2 separate regions of the Mus musculus genome follow, and region 2 is linked to region 1. A link is a contact called in public HiChIP or PLAC-seq data. All regions are on one chromosome and are shown on one strand. The core of a region is the stretch at or near the end of the contact, and the rest is flanking DNA. Distances in the headings are between cores, read along the strand shown. Region 1 overlaps Cspg4 (chondroitin sulfate proteoglycan 4). Region 2 overlaps Ppcdc (phosphopantothenoylcysteine decarboxylase).

Region 1 (7,145 bases), core at 1,967-4,466:
ATTTTGCACCCAGGGATCACACACCAGCCTACCCAGAAGTATATGATCCTGAAAATATGCGATGCCTATCTCACCCAGTGCACGTACCATAGCAGCTTCCTGCACAAATGTTCATAGGTTGAGTTTTATCTGTTTTTTGCCAGGAGTGATGGCACATTCCTATAAACCCTGTACTCTAGAGGAAGAAGCAAGACTGAAAGTTCATGGCCAGCCTAGGCTACATAGCAAGACCCTGTCTCAAAATAGTGATGATTGATGGTGATGATGATGATGAAAAACACGGTTGGGGGAAGATGTAGCTTAGTTGGTAGAGTGCTTGTCTAGCATGCATGGAAGCTGAGTTCGGGCCCCAGCCCCACTGCATGAACTGAGTGTGAGAGCATGCACCTGTTATCCCGGGACTCGGAGGTAGAAGCAGGAGGACCTGGAGTCCAAGGTCATTCTTGGCTAAATAGTGAGTCTAAGACCCTTAGACGTTCTTGGCTCAATCGTGGGATCCTGTGTCAAACAAAGCAAAACAATAAAAATATACTGTCTTAATAGAGGATCTTGTGGCAGAGAAAGAGAATGAGATTGACTAAGATTGCTTCCTAGCTTTCAAAGAATCCCACACAAGGCTGACTGCAGGGTTTCCTGTAAAGTGTCCTTCTCCAGACACTTCAGCAGGGAGCCTGAAGGCAGACAGCAGCCCCTGAACCCAGCCTCCACACACCCAGACTCAGGTTTCTCCTGCCGAGACTCCCACTCGGCTACTCCTACCATCAAATAGAACATTGCTGACCATCCAAGTGAGAAGAAGCCTCACTCTCTCGTGGCCACACTCACCAGCACAGCACTACTCTGCTGTGCCCTCCTCTCCCGTGGTCAACATGAGTCACGTCCTAATGTCTGGCCATTAGTTAACGTCTGCTGTCATCAGCCTTTCTGCCGGGGCCGCTGTCTCCTGAGTATGGTTAGATACTCAGATAAAAATCCCCCTGTCTCCTGAGTATGGTTAGACACTCAGCAGGTGTGCATGCGTGAATATGTGTGTGCTCACGTGGACACACACAGACACAGCACATTGTTCAGTGGGCTCTGACCAAGACCATGTCCAGCCTGCAAGCCAGCAGCCCTAGGGGAAGCCCCCAATTCAAGACACATACCCTGGCCAGGAAAGGGCCTCTGGCTAAGTCTCGGCCAATCTGCTCTCTGGGGAGCAGAGGAGACTGGGGAGAGGAGCCCAACTTCCGTTCCCACCTAAGAGCAAACCCTTCCCCGCCCACATTTCAGGAGGGGCAGCTATAAATATCAATGGGCCCAGGATGCTGATTCCCACGACATCAGCTCCTCCCTGCCCCCCTTCTCTAGTGCACTGGGGCCAAGAATCTCTGCTGCAGCTGGGGCAAGGCAGGCTTGTGCCCCCCCCCACTTCCTGGCGGAGGGAGAACAAATCACCATTTTGGGGAGTCTCTGGGTTATGGCTGAGCATCTTTCCAATTCTCATTTTGACTCAGCCCCCACCTTTCCTGCTCTTAGGCCTCGGTTCCTCAGAGACCTTCTATGGGGAGGCAGGAGGCTAGACACAGCCATTACAAACATGGTGTTAGAGCGTTAGTTTGGGATTAGGTCCCAGCCCTTGTGCGAAGACCTTGGCTTGGCCCACTCTGAGCCTCCAGTTAGCCCTTTATACAACAGGAAAGAATAAGCCCTACCTCTCATATGAGTTGAAGACAACGAAGCCAGACCGTGGCCTGGAAATAAATCTCTGCCAGGTCTCTGTGCCTGAGGTTACTGTAGTTCTGTTCCTGCTGTCTTTCTGTGGTGGGTGGCTCAGCAGTGGGGGGTGATCCTGTTTAGGAAAGGTTCCAAGGCAAGGACTCTGGAAGGGCTCTCAGTCACCCACCACAACCCCAGCCCAGGAGCCTTTACAAAGTGGATGCAGGGTTCTGCATCTGTCCCACTTGAGGGCTGAGGTCTCACCTTGTTGGGACCTCACTGACAGAGCAGAAAGTCCCTCCTGGGTACCCAGAACCCACTACCCAATAGCAGACAGCCCTGCACAAGGCACATGAGCTGATATGCAGCTGAAACCCAGTCAGAGGATGCTAAGTGAGTAACCAGAGGGTAGGCAGACTCTGTCCCCAAAGCAAGTGACCGGGAAGGAAAAAATGGGCCCCCAGTATGGTTTATGAGTAAGGGAACCCAGAAACCTGTTTTTTTCTTGTCCTCTGCCAACTCCAACTTCTCTTGGTCCCCTCTCCAATTCTGACCAGAGCCCAGTGACATTGACATAAAGTACTCCAGAGTACTATGGCCCACAGTCACCACTGTAATCAGCAGTAGTGGCAGCACAAGGGGCAGAAATTCAGGCTGAGTGAAGTTGAAAGATGTCTCGGGGATGCTGGTGACAGCGATGTCCATGTGAGTTCAGTGAGGACATGTGAGGTGACTTTCCAGAGATGGCTACAGGGTGAGAAGCTTGGCCTTGTAACTCTAGAGGCATCCTTGGGATGATGGACTGTCCAGAGCCTAAGTTCTCTGTGTGGACACCTTTGCCTTCACCCCAGAGCATTCTGGGAAGGGCCCAGCCTTCTCCCCGGATATTCTAATGAACTCCAGGTGCCTGCCTCTGGCTGTTTCTGTCTCCAGGCATCTGGGGTTCATGTGCTTCTGATCTCCCATCTGTAACCCAGCTGAGCCCTTCTAGAAGTAGGTAGGGGCTGAGATGGTGGCTTCTCCCTCCACTTAGTAACAATCAACGGATAGGGAACTTGTATCCATGCTTACTACATGACAAGGTTGAGATTTCTGACCATGCTGTGTGGCCTTCAACAGACATCTGTCCCCCTCTGTGCCTCTGCATGAAAACTTTAATCTCCCAAATCATCTCTAAAACTCTGAGTCCAAGCTCTTAAGAATGGGACAGGGTCTCAGCTTCTAGCTAGCTGCTTGTCCTGAGTTGTACAGTAGGCTGGAGTAGACCTTCCTCGGGGCTTAAGGGCATTGGTTAGCCAGTGTTCCTGGGCATTGGGAAACTACTTTTCAAAGTTGGCCCCAGACCCTGGGGCTCTCCCAGGATGAGAGTTTTCCCCCACCCCCAGTTCCGATCTTCTACCCCCTAGCTTGGCTCCACCCTGCCAAAAATAAACTCAGACCACCCCATTTTATCCCAGCCAGACCCACCCAGCCCTTCCAGAGCCAGTTGAGTCACTGCTTGGGACTGCTCCTTTTTTAACTGTCTGAGTCACCAGTGTGGCTATGGCTTTGTGACACATGCCCAGGCTACAGTCAGCCCATAGCTCCTAAAAGCACAACAGTGGCAGCATCTGCATAGTGAGTAGCAGCAGGTGGATTTAGCTTGTAAGCTCTCAGGACTAGGAAGCTCACTCCCTTAGTAAGCCAAAGGGGAGCTGACCCCAAAGACCCTGCCTTGCCTGTAGCATTCCATTGCACCCCACCAGAGCTAAGCTTGTACTGCAGGAGTGCCAGAATGAGAGGGGTCTCCAAGCCCACCTGTAGCATTCTATTGCACCCCACCAGAGCTAAGCTTGTACTGCAGGAGTGCCAGAATGAGAGGGATCTCCAAGCCCGGTGTCTAGGGGTGAATGGGAAGGTCACAGAGACGCCTATTATTGCCCTTGCCTATTTGGTTCCAGCCCAGGCCCCACACTCTGCCCCGAGTGCTCTTTAGACTCACTATTGGCAGGGTTGCCCACTTCTGGCTTCCTCTGTTGCTCCTGCCTAACTCTGCTTACAGATCCATGGGTGCAGCCTCCCCATCTCTCTCGCAGACCCTTTTCTGTCCCATCTCTGTCTCTCCATCTCGACCATCCCTGTCCCTGGCTGTCTGTCTTCCTTTCTCTGTATCTGTGGCTCCTCTGTCTCTCCTTCTTGCATTGCTGGCTCTTCATTTTTGCCTCTCCCAGCTCTGGTCCTGTTCTTTCTCTGTGTCATCCTTTACCCAGTTTGGGTGACAGTCTGAAGTATGCACTCTGCAGCTGGCACCCCCAAGGCCCTCGTCTGTCTTCTCGGTAGACAAAATAGACCCACAACCACCTATCCCAACATGAGAGTCTGGGCCCCAGGGACCAATAATCCCGAGAGAAATTTTCCATCCTCCTCACCCAGGCCCCGTCCCCTACCCCAAAGCATAGGCTGCATCCTGTCTCAGGGAATGTCAGGATCCCACAGGCACTTCCTTAGAGCTTGGGGGTGGAGAGGGGGCCTGGGAATGGCCCCTCCTCGGGTCCTGCTGGAGCAGAAGCCTGCACAACTTCAAACCCCATTCTCCATCTGTGGTTATGCATCCAGCTATAAATAGGGGCTCAGAGTCTATTTTCTTTAAAAACAAGCATCAGACTGGGTGACCATGGCCATAAAAGCAACCCTTGGCTGGAGCAGGCTCCCACTCCTCCTCAGTCACTGTGGCCAGGCGCCTTAGATGGTTAGCAGGGCTAGAAAGGGGGTGGGGGTGACGACACAGAAGAGGCAGTCTCCAAGGTGCTACCTGGACCGGCTAGGGGACGCCCTTTACACACCCCTCCCCATCTCTCTCCATCACACAAGGTCAGTCTAATGCCTGAGACTCACAGTGTCAACACAGAGAGGTGGTACAGGTCCCCAAGCCACAGTTGATTATCTGCACCCTAAATAAAACGAAGGTGCCTTGGCTATGAGACAGGGTGAGGGAGCATAAGACCTGTCCTCAGAGAGAGGGACGAAAAGAGCTGGATCCAAAACAAGGTGTAGGTATCACCTAGATTTGGGCAGAAAATCCCAAGGTCCAGCAAGGCTGGGACCTAGAACGATCAGGGTCGATGAGGGGGAAGGCTGTGGATAGGAGCAAGGTCACCTAGGACCTTCCACATCATGCTTGGGGTTTGGAGCCTGATCATGGGGTGGAGAGCCACCCAAAGCTTCCAGGCCAGGGAGGATGCTGTGCAAATCGGTTTAACTGTGGCTACTCCTTGTAGGGGAAGGCAGGAAGTTAACTAAGACAGGCATAGGATAGTGGTGATCTGACTTGTGGGACGACACAGTGGGAAGGGAGATTAATTTAAGGGAGAACTTAGAGGCAGGATAGATGAAAATGGATATCTCTTGACTCTGACCAGGGAGGAAAGAGTGGGTCCAAGAAGAACTCAGTTTCTATCTACAGTGGCTGGGTCGTGGGGTCTTTACTGGGCCAGTGAGCAGCCTTTTTGCTATGAGTGGGGTTGGACATGGGAGTTTCTGGCCCAGATATCCAAGGGCCTGAGTACCCAGCAAAAGAGACCATCCATGCCTAAGGCTAGAGAAGCAAAAATGGGTACATTGTAGCAAAAGTAGAATTTCCACTCCTGAGAGCTCCAGGTGGCAGGAAATCTCAGTGAGAACCAATGCTAACAGGAGGCAGGCCCATGTGCAATGCCTAAGTAGACCTCAAGCTCTTAGCAGAGACCCTGTGGGTTCTGGACCCAACCTTGTAACCACAGGTTCTGATGGCTGGGCACTGGCCAGTATGATATTTTGCTACTCTGCCCGTGTGAGAGAGATCTCCTTGATAGAAAACCCTCAGGACTGCAGAGGTGGCTCAGATGTTAGGAACACTGGCTGCTCTTCAGGAGGACCTGAGGTTGGTTTCCAACACCCCCACAAAAATCACAACTGGCCGTAACTCCAGTCCCAGGGGATCTGACACCCTCTTCTGGCCTCCACAGGGACTGCATGCATATGGTGCCCAGACATACATGCAGGTAAACACCCATACACATAGAAAAATAAAGTGTTTTAAGAAGAAAATTCTCATGTGGGCCAAATGTCACCTCCTTTTGATTTCTACTCTTCTACCTACGGATGCTTCCTCTGTCTACCCTTCCATAGACCCTGTGGATGTCGGAGAGTCTTAGGCAGGGACACAAGCCTGGGGCCTACGCTGAAAAACTTTTGACACATGGAGGTGCTGCTCAATGGTAAAGCACATGCTTAGCATGAGCAAGGCCCTGGTTTGATCTAGCACACACACACATACACACATCTAGCACACACACACAAGTTTGCAACCAGAGGACCAAAGCTGATGCTCAAGACCCACTTTAGTGACCACAGCTTCCTATCAGCCACTCATGTCTGGGCTGACCTGAATCCAGGCATGGATTGTTCCCCCCATCTCAGCCCTCTTTCACAGATGGAAAGACCGAGACCAGAGAGAATGTAGGTGATCAGGTCTCTGAGTTGAGGTGTGTGTGTCGGTCTGTCTGTCTGTCTGTCCACCTGCCTGCCTGTCTGTCTGTGTTTGTGTGTGTTTTAGGAAACTGATGATCCTTAAATCTACCTCCAGGTCTCCCCCTCTTCTTCCCTAAACGTTAGATAGACATGCTATTCCGAGGAACACAGCCTGTTCTGCCACTAAGCTTTTAAGTTCATCACTGTCCAGGCCCAGTCATTGTTCCCCACCCCAGCTCACACACTCACTATCTTCAAACCCAGCTTTCCAGATCAGGAAGCTCAAAGACACCTTCCCAATAGCCCTGTAGCAATACCCCCTGTCATGGCTGGCCTTTGACACTAAGGGACACTGACATCTGAGCCCTGACTGCAAGGGGGCTAGGCCCAACAGACACTCTCCAAGTAGCTTCCACCCTTGCTTAGTCTCTAGACCCTCTACTTCCCACCCTCCCTGATCTCCAAGTCCCCAGTGGGCAGGACTGGCACTTGATCACCCACCGGCTTCTGAGAAGACTGGGCCACATCTCGCCAGCCCCTCCCTTCCCAGCAGCTCCCAGAGCCCACCCGCAGCTGCTCCAGGAGAAGCCAGGCCGCCTCACCCTGCCAGCCAAAGCAGATGCGTTCCCTCCGGCCCTCCACTCCTCCCACTTCCACCCGACCCTGACAGAGGGAGCCTCAGGGAGACAAGAAGGGAAAAAGTGTGTCTTCCCCGGGCAGACTGCCAGCCAGCCCTCACACCCTCCTCCCTCCCCAGCCAGTGCAAGTGCAGATGCTCCAGCCACCACCTCTGTGTGCACACACCTCCTTGCCAGCACCCACAGCACCCAGCTCTGGAGCCGCGCCCACAGGGACTTCAGCCCCAACCTGGCCTCTGTGCCTGTGAACCTCTCTCTAGGCCTCAGTGTCTTCTCAGACCCTGCTAGGGCTGGGGAGGGTCCCTTCTTTTTCTCTTGCGT
Region 2 (7,145 bases), core at 3,390-5,889, 540 kb after region 1:
GAATCATCACTTAGTCTAGCATGTCCGTGCTGAATATGACTGACAGTCCGCTACTGCAGCAGCGTTACAAATCAAGTACCACTGGTGCATAGCCCTTGCGCTCAAGCAACCTCTCACCTCAGGAACAGCCCACGACTCGGGACGCAGACAACTCGGGGAAGCCAGAGAAGCATCAACCTTCTTTGATGTTCTGGGCCAAGTGTGATGGTACACACTATTAATCCCAGCACTCGAGAAGCAGAGACGGGAGGCTCTCCGAGTTCCAAGCTACTCTGGTATAAAGAGGAAGTTCAGGACAGCCAGGGATACAAAGAGAAACCTTGTCTCGAGACAACAAAACAAAACAACAGAAAGTCTAAGTTCTTGACTTGATACAATTTTAAAGTTGTATGTTGAGTTCACACAAGTTTTTAAATATTTACTGTATCTGTTTTGTATGTGTGTACACATGCAGATAGTACCTGTGACAGTGTGAGAGTGGAGGTGGCGGTCAGAGGTCACCTTCCAGAGGCTGGTTCTCTCCTTCCGCCACGTGACTCCCAGGGATTAAACTCACACTGTGAAGCTTGGTGACACAAGGTGGCAAACACCTTTACACACTGAACCATCTTGCCAGGCTCTATTATATTTTTAATTGTTCTATTTTTCTTTCAGCATGGAAAATAAGTTATTACAGAACAAAGTGAATAACTGTTCTATTTTATTATTGTTGCTGATCTCTTACTGGGCCTAATTTATAAATTAAAATTTGTCACAGTTTATGTAAAGAAAGACGTCATAATGTATGGCGTTCTGGCTTCAGGAGCTGCTGGGAGCAAGCGTGTATCCCCTGTGGGTGTAAGAGACAAATGCACTTTTCACATCTGCCTCACTTAATCCTCTCGGCAGCTCTGTTATGGACGCATGACCCAGCAGATGGAAAAACGAGGGTCAGTCTGGGTCTGGAGGTGGGATTGAGATCTGAATCTGACCTGTCTGCTTTGAGACTGCACAGGAATGTGGGCGTGCTAGTCAGTCGTCAGCCTGGAACCTTCTCTGGCCTCACATGGCCATGCCCCTGACCTCTGAGGCCACAGACAGGATGTAAAGAAGGACACAGTCTCCTAAAAGGTCACTTTTCTTTATTTCCCAGACCTGTTCGTGCCCCTACTCTCAGTACAGACTGTGGGAAATCTGAAGAGTTTGGCCACCTCACAGACTTCTTGACTGTGTGCGACACCTGGGCACCAAAGACTGGATGCTTCCAGCCTGACCAGGAGCCTGCTGTGTCCTGCTATGTCAGGGATCTTGAGCTATGGTGTTTCTTCTTGTTGCTTTTGTTTTGATATAGGCTATCACACTCAAAGGCCTGGCTTACTATGTAACCCAAGCCAACTTCAAAGTTGTAGCAATCCTGCCTCAGCCTTCTGAGTGCTAGGATTACAGATGTGAGCCTCCATGCCCAGCTTCATCCATGGTGTGTCTAAAAGCAATTCCCAGGCAGGAGGTCCCTCAGTCATTCAATTACCCTTCCAGTAGCAGCGTGCTTGCCTAGTCTATTTGGGCTATCCCAGAAAGAAATGGGAGGGCCTCCAGGAAGCAGGCATCTCTTGGTTGAAAGAAGGTAGGACCTGGGTCTGTGGTTCCGTGTAGCTTGAAGAGGGTTAGACTGAAGGGAAATCCCAAGAAGGTTCAGGCTAGCCCCTCGTCAACCAGCACAAGCGCTTCATACTGTGCTGATATCCTTCTTCAACAGCTCAGGCTGAACTCACTGGGTGCAGGGGCATCACGGCAGAAATCCCAGGTCAACTCTGCTGGATGCTACCATGCTGGGAGAGCACGGCCTGCACCTTAGCCACAATGGTCTCCACTTCAGCCATGGCTCCTAGACCTGGAAGCAAAGTTTACCGTGACTAAGAGGCACCAGACGAGCTGACCTGGCCTGTGGCTACCACGCAGATCTCCCTTGTGTACTCTGCCCACATCCTAAGGCTGAGAAGCACAAGTCCAGCTCTGCCTGAGCTACCATATCTATCCCTTCCAAAACAGCCCAGGACAGGCCCGGGAGTCCCTCCATTAACAGTGTTCTATTGCCAGGGGCTCCACCAGACACTTCACACATACTGTCTCGCTTCAGCCTAGCAAGCCTAAGAGACAAGGATTCATTTCTAGATGAGAGAGCTGAGCTCAGAAAACAGCTCTGTCTAAGGTCACAATGGGCCAGAGACCCACTGCACCACAGAAGCCTACCTTGGTCTCCACACACCAGCTTCTTGCTCACACAGGGAATCTCCACGTAGCCAAAGGCCTTGAGCTGGGCTACCTGCTGTGCGGTGAGAGGATGCTCCCACATGGCAGTGTTCATGGCGGGGCAGAAGAGTAGGGGCTTGTTTAGGTCCCAGGCCCGGATGACACAGGTCTATAAAGAAGGGGAGTGGGGGGAGATGCTGATGCTCTGCCTACTAACCCTTCTCGGTCCTCCCAAATCCTCCCTACTGTCCTTGCCATGGTCAGCAGAGCAGCTGTTGCCTAGGGATGACGGGGTATCACCCATCTACAGAGATCTGTTCTTGCATCCTTGGGAGGGAGGGCTGTCTCTTCATCCCTCATCATTTCCACTCAGGCTCTGGCTTGGTCCTAGACACAGGAGATACCCAATCAGCACCCACAGTGACCCAGATACCTCCAACAGACCTCCATCCTGTATACAATGACCCTGCCCAACAGCCTAAGTCTCCACACAGGCTCACAACTGAAGGACAGAGAAGCAATCCCAGGGGGACAGGAGGCCAGCTTCACTATTCACTGGAAAGCTAGGAACCAGACTGTTCACGCTCTACTCAGCAACAGTTCTACTTCTGGGTAGCAACAGTTCTACAACTAAACTCTGAGAATGAAAACATCCAGCACACTGTACCCTTCGTCATCCATTATCTCAAGAACCCTTACTGTAGCCCTATAAGGAAGGTATTGTCCCTTGTTCAGAGATGGGCAAGCTGCAGCTCCCTGAGAGATAAACAGTTGTCCAAGGTCACACAGATACAAACAGCGACCTATACAGCCATCCTTTTGACTGGGCAGCCTCACCATCTCCCAAAGCCAGACCATACCACCAGGTCACACACCAGAGCAGACCAGTTCAGACCTTCCCTCCCTGATTATTTCCAACTCAGAGTCTTGAGATTTTGAATTCTGAAGTCATGCAAGCTTGATATCAAACCATGGTTGAATGCTAGGTATGGTGACATGCGCCTGTAATATCAGCCCTCTGGAGCCTGAGACAAGAGAATCTCAAGTTCAGGGTCAGACTGGAATACATACCAGGACCCTGTCATTTTTATTTTATTTTATGAAAAATCTTGGGGCTGGCGAGATGGCTCAGCTGGTAAGAGCACTGACTGCTCTTCCAAAGGTCCGGAGTTCAATTCCCATCAACCACACAGTGGCTCACAACCACCCATAATGAGATCTGACGCCCTCTTCTGGTGCGACTGAAGTCAGCTACAGTGTACTTATCTATAATAATAAAGAAATCTTTGGGCTGGAGCGAGCAGGGACCGAGCCTGCCAAGGAACTACCCAAGCCAAGAAGGGCCAACCGGAGCAGGGTAGCCCAGAGTGAGCAGAGGTCCTAAAAATTCAATCCCAACAATCACACGAAGGCTCACAACCATCTGTACAGCTAGCTATAGTGTACCCACATACAATAAAACAAACAAATAAATGAAAATCATTTTAAAAAGAAAGGAAAAAGTTGGGCACTGTAGCATACTCCTTTGATCCTAGCCCTAGGGAGGCAGAGGCATACACAGCTCTCCCAGTTTGAAGCCAGCCTGGTTTACATAGCAACTTCTAGGCCACCAAAGGCTACATAGATCCTGTTTCAAAATAAAATAAAATAATTTTTTAATTAAAAAGACTGTGAATGTTTTTAATGGTGGTGTGGTATAGTAGTAGTTTTTTGAGGCACAATCTCACGTAGCCCAGGTTGGCCTCTGAACTGACAATGTGACAGAAGACCTTCTACTCTTGGTCCCCTGCTTTCCTAAGAGCTGATGTCAGCGGTGGGTACCCCCAGGTCCCAGCAAAAATGCAAAAGCTTTCAACATTCTCAGCTGAGAGCCTGGTACTAAGTACGGGTCCCACAGCTAGGGTTCCTGCATTACCCCAGGCCCAGGCTTGGGAGGCCACAGACTGCTCCTGAAGAAACGGGTTTCCTGTGCTCTGACTTCAGCAGCCACCTCCTCCTGAGAGCTCCCGGGGATACAGCAACTATGACACCCCTGCTCAGAAAGAGTCCCGAGTCCCGAGTGCCCCTGCCCCCTCCTGGGACAGCAAACAGTCTGGAATCTGGTTGCTTGCCTCGTCCCAGGCATCAACATTGGTCTCCCACCAGCTCCTCTCAAGAAGACAAGCTGGCTGTGGGTGGACACCTTCAGTCACATTTCTTCTTGGCTCTGTGCTACCTGCTGCTTTGACAGAGTCATAAGCAAACCTAGAAAGGACCCTTGATGAGTGGTGTAGGAACGGGGTGGGGCTGGGCTCTAAGAACCCTCAAAACAGAGCATGCTGACCACAGCAAACTCCAACCTGTCTGCCCTCGGCAGGGCTACTTCCCAACTGTCTGACTCGCAGCTCAGTGTTTCCTGGACAAACCACAGCTCCTCTGAAGCAACTAGCAGTAGGAAGGGAAGAGGACACTGCCGCTCCAGCCAAGTGGCTGGCAGCATGCTGGGTGCCTCAGCCTTGGCCCTGGGAATCTGCTCAGGCATGGCAGACGGCTGGATCCCAGTCCAGAGACTAGCGTCAGACTGGCAACCTGGGGCATCGACTCCTCTTTCTGGACCTGACAACTTAGCACAGAAGCCAGGCCAGAACAGACGGAGACAGCCATCCCCAGGCATAGGGCCTGGAGAGCAGGACTGAGAACATCTAGCAGGCTCCTCTCCAGCATCCTTCCAATGCTGGAGACAACTGCCTGCAAAGAGGGAGCAGGCTGAGCATCCTTCAGGTCTCTAAGAAGATACTGAGGAGGAGGTGGCCACACCACCTAGAGTGCCAACAGCTCAAACCGTAACACCAGGGATTGTGTCAGACATCTGTCTTCAAGGGAAACTGAGGCAAATGCTTAGTTTGGGGAACATGTTCCACTGTCCAGCCAATTCTGAAGAAGAAAACCTCAAAAACAGAGGTGTAGCAAGCAGCCTGGAAGAAAAAAAAGCCAGGCCCTCAGGCCATGCCTGCAATCCCACCTGGGGAAGGAAGAGAGAGGGGATCAGGATTTCCAGGCCAGTTGGTCTACATGACATTATATTTGTTTTACATGTCTTGACCACATATATGTCTGTGTATCACAAGTGTGCCTGGTGCCCACCAAGGCCAAAAGAAGATGCCAGATCTCGAGACTGATGTTACAGACAGTTGTGAACCTCCACGTGGGTACTAGGAATCAAACCCCAGTCCTCTGAAAGAGCACCCAGTGCTCTTAACCTCTGAGCCATCTCTCCAACTCAGCTCAAGACTGTTTCTAATGGGGGAGGAGCAGCGCATATAACAGCAATAACAATAACATCAACAACAAGGGGGGTGGCCTGCATCTTCAGAGGGAAGGAGGAAGCCTAAGAAAGTGGCTGGGGTTCAGCTCTGAGGTTGGAGTGTTTTATCACATCAGCTGCTGCTAACCTCCCAATGGGAGCGCAGCAGGGTGCACGGCTGAGTACCCCCTCTCCAGTTTCTACTAGGCAGTGACAACCATGCTATACCCAGCTCTGCTTCCCTGTCCTTCCCAGTCTGCTCCTGGCCACAGCATCAGGGAGGGTGTTCCTCCCATCCTATATTCTTAGTCTAACAATGCTTGGGTCACCAGCAGCTTCCCAGAAGAGCGCCTCATAAGCAAATAAGGATACTAGTGTCCGCCTTTCTTTTACACACCATCCTGGGAAATGAGTGAGCCTGGGGTTTCCCACTCACTACACAAGCACTCTGCCACAAGCACTCTGCTCCAGCCCTCTTTACTTTCTTTAGAGATTCATTCTGTAGCCCACCAGGCCTTGAGATTTTGATCCTCCTGCCTCAGCCTCTCAAGTTGCCAGGATTACAGGCTTATGCCACAGGGCCCAGATGAAGGGCCCCCATCATATGTGATATCCTAAAGTTCTTGATGCATCTTCAATATTTATTTCTTCAGCATTTTCAACTCTAAAACTGAGCTGAGTAACACACACCAGTAATGCCAGCATTCAGAAGGCAGAGGCAGGAGGACTGCCAAAAGTCTGACACAAGCCTACACACAAGCACACACAAACACAAACATAAATTCAAAAACAAAAAATATTTATGAGAGAGAATTACTTCCTACCACATACAAGCAGTATTATTAAAGGTCTACTTAGTGCCTAGCACCAAGCAGGCTCCAAAGACTAATGGGCTCACCTGAGCCTACAGTGCTCAGCATGGAAATTTCCCCTGTCTGCATGGTGATCACAACCCTCTCTCCAGAGCCAGCACTCCCCGTGTCCCCAGTAGAAGTCTCCAGAACATGAGAGGTGAAAGGTCAAGAAACAGAGGGAGAGGTGACCAAAGACCTTCCCAGGATTATCACAGAAACGAAGACAGATGCTCTTGAAGGGAGCAGCTCCCAGGAGGTCTCAGAGGCCTAAGCCAATCTGGCAATCACTTCTCACCCAGTTTTCCCCTCTCGTTCTCCCCAAGCTTTCCCTGATAATGTGAAAACTGGGTCTTAGCTTTGGGGTGTTTCTAGATGCCGGTGGGAAGGAGGACCTGACGGGGAAGCAGTAAAGGCAGGGAATTCAATGGAGGTGCATGCAGAGGGAGACCTGTGAGGAAGGATGATGGAAGAGCAGAGGGCTGAGGGCGGGGCGCCTGGCTGACCACTGTGGGCAGGAGAAGGTAGACACGCCCAGATACCAGCAGCAAGGCCAGATGGTCCACTGGACCCAGATTTTCAACCTTCTTGCTAAAGAGACAGGAGCAGAGGGGGCTCAACAGACCTGCACCCATAATAACAGGGGCGCTGCTCGATAGACCTGCATCTCACAGTGACAGGGGGGCTGCTCAATAGACCTGCATCCTATAGTAACAGGGGAGCTACTCGATAGACCCGAATCTCATGGTGACGGGGGTGGGGGCTGCTCGATAGACCTGCAT

The links. HiChIP or PLAC-seq counts read pairs in DNA pulled down with a chosen protein or histone mark.
Region 2: a contact with region 1 is called in a FOXA1 HiChIP or PLAC-seq map of pancreatic cancer cells. The contact joins two enhancer-like sites. A contact is called at or near these places in 1 of 39 promoter capture datasets (embryonic stem cells), 1 of 484 Hi-C or Micro-C datasets (embryonic stem cells), 3 of 115 datasets of contacts at active chromatin or transcription factors (embryonic basal ganglia, epiblast stem cells and pancreatic cancer cells) and 1 of 9 other capture datasets (embryonic stem cells).

What each region holds. Positions count from the first base shown.
Region 1 is chr9:56,870,090-56,877,234 of GRCm38.p6, forward strand. All of the region lies in intron 1 of Cspg4 (chondroitin sulfate proteoglycan 4), which reads left to right. Among named protein-coding and RNA genes, the nearest start is that of Cspg4, 8.6 kb to the left of the region's middle. Within about 2 kb of position 3,217, at least 61 of the 459 cell types and tissues checked have an H3K27ac peak or open chromatin away from gene starts, as enhancers often do. A contact at or near this core is called in pancreatic cancer cells, where this site is marked.
Region 2 is chr9:57,412,857-57,420,001 of GRCm38.p6, forward strand. It overlaps Ppcdc (phosphopantothenoylcysteine decarboxylase), which reads right to left. Exons shown (of 7, transcript NM_176831.5): 6 at 2,230-2,398; 7 at 1,105-1,870. The coding sequence ends at 1,785. Among named protein-coding and RNA genes, the nearest start is that of Ppcdc, 24 kb to the right of the region's middle. Within about 2 kb of position 4,640, at least 30 of the 459 cell types and tissues checked have an H3K27ac peak or open chromatin away from gene starts, as enhancers often do. A contact at or near this core is called in pancreatic cancer cells, where this site is marked.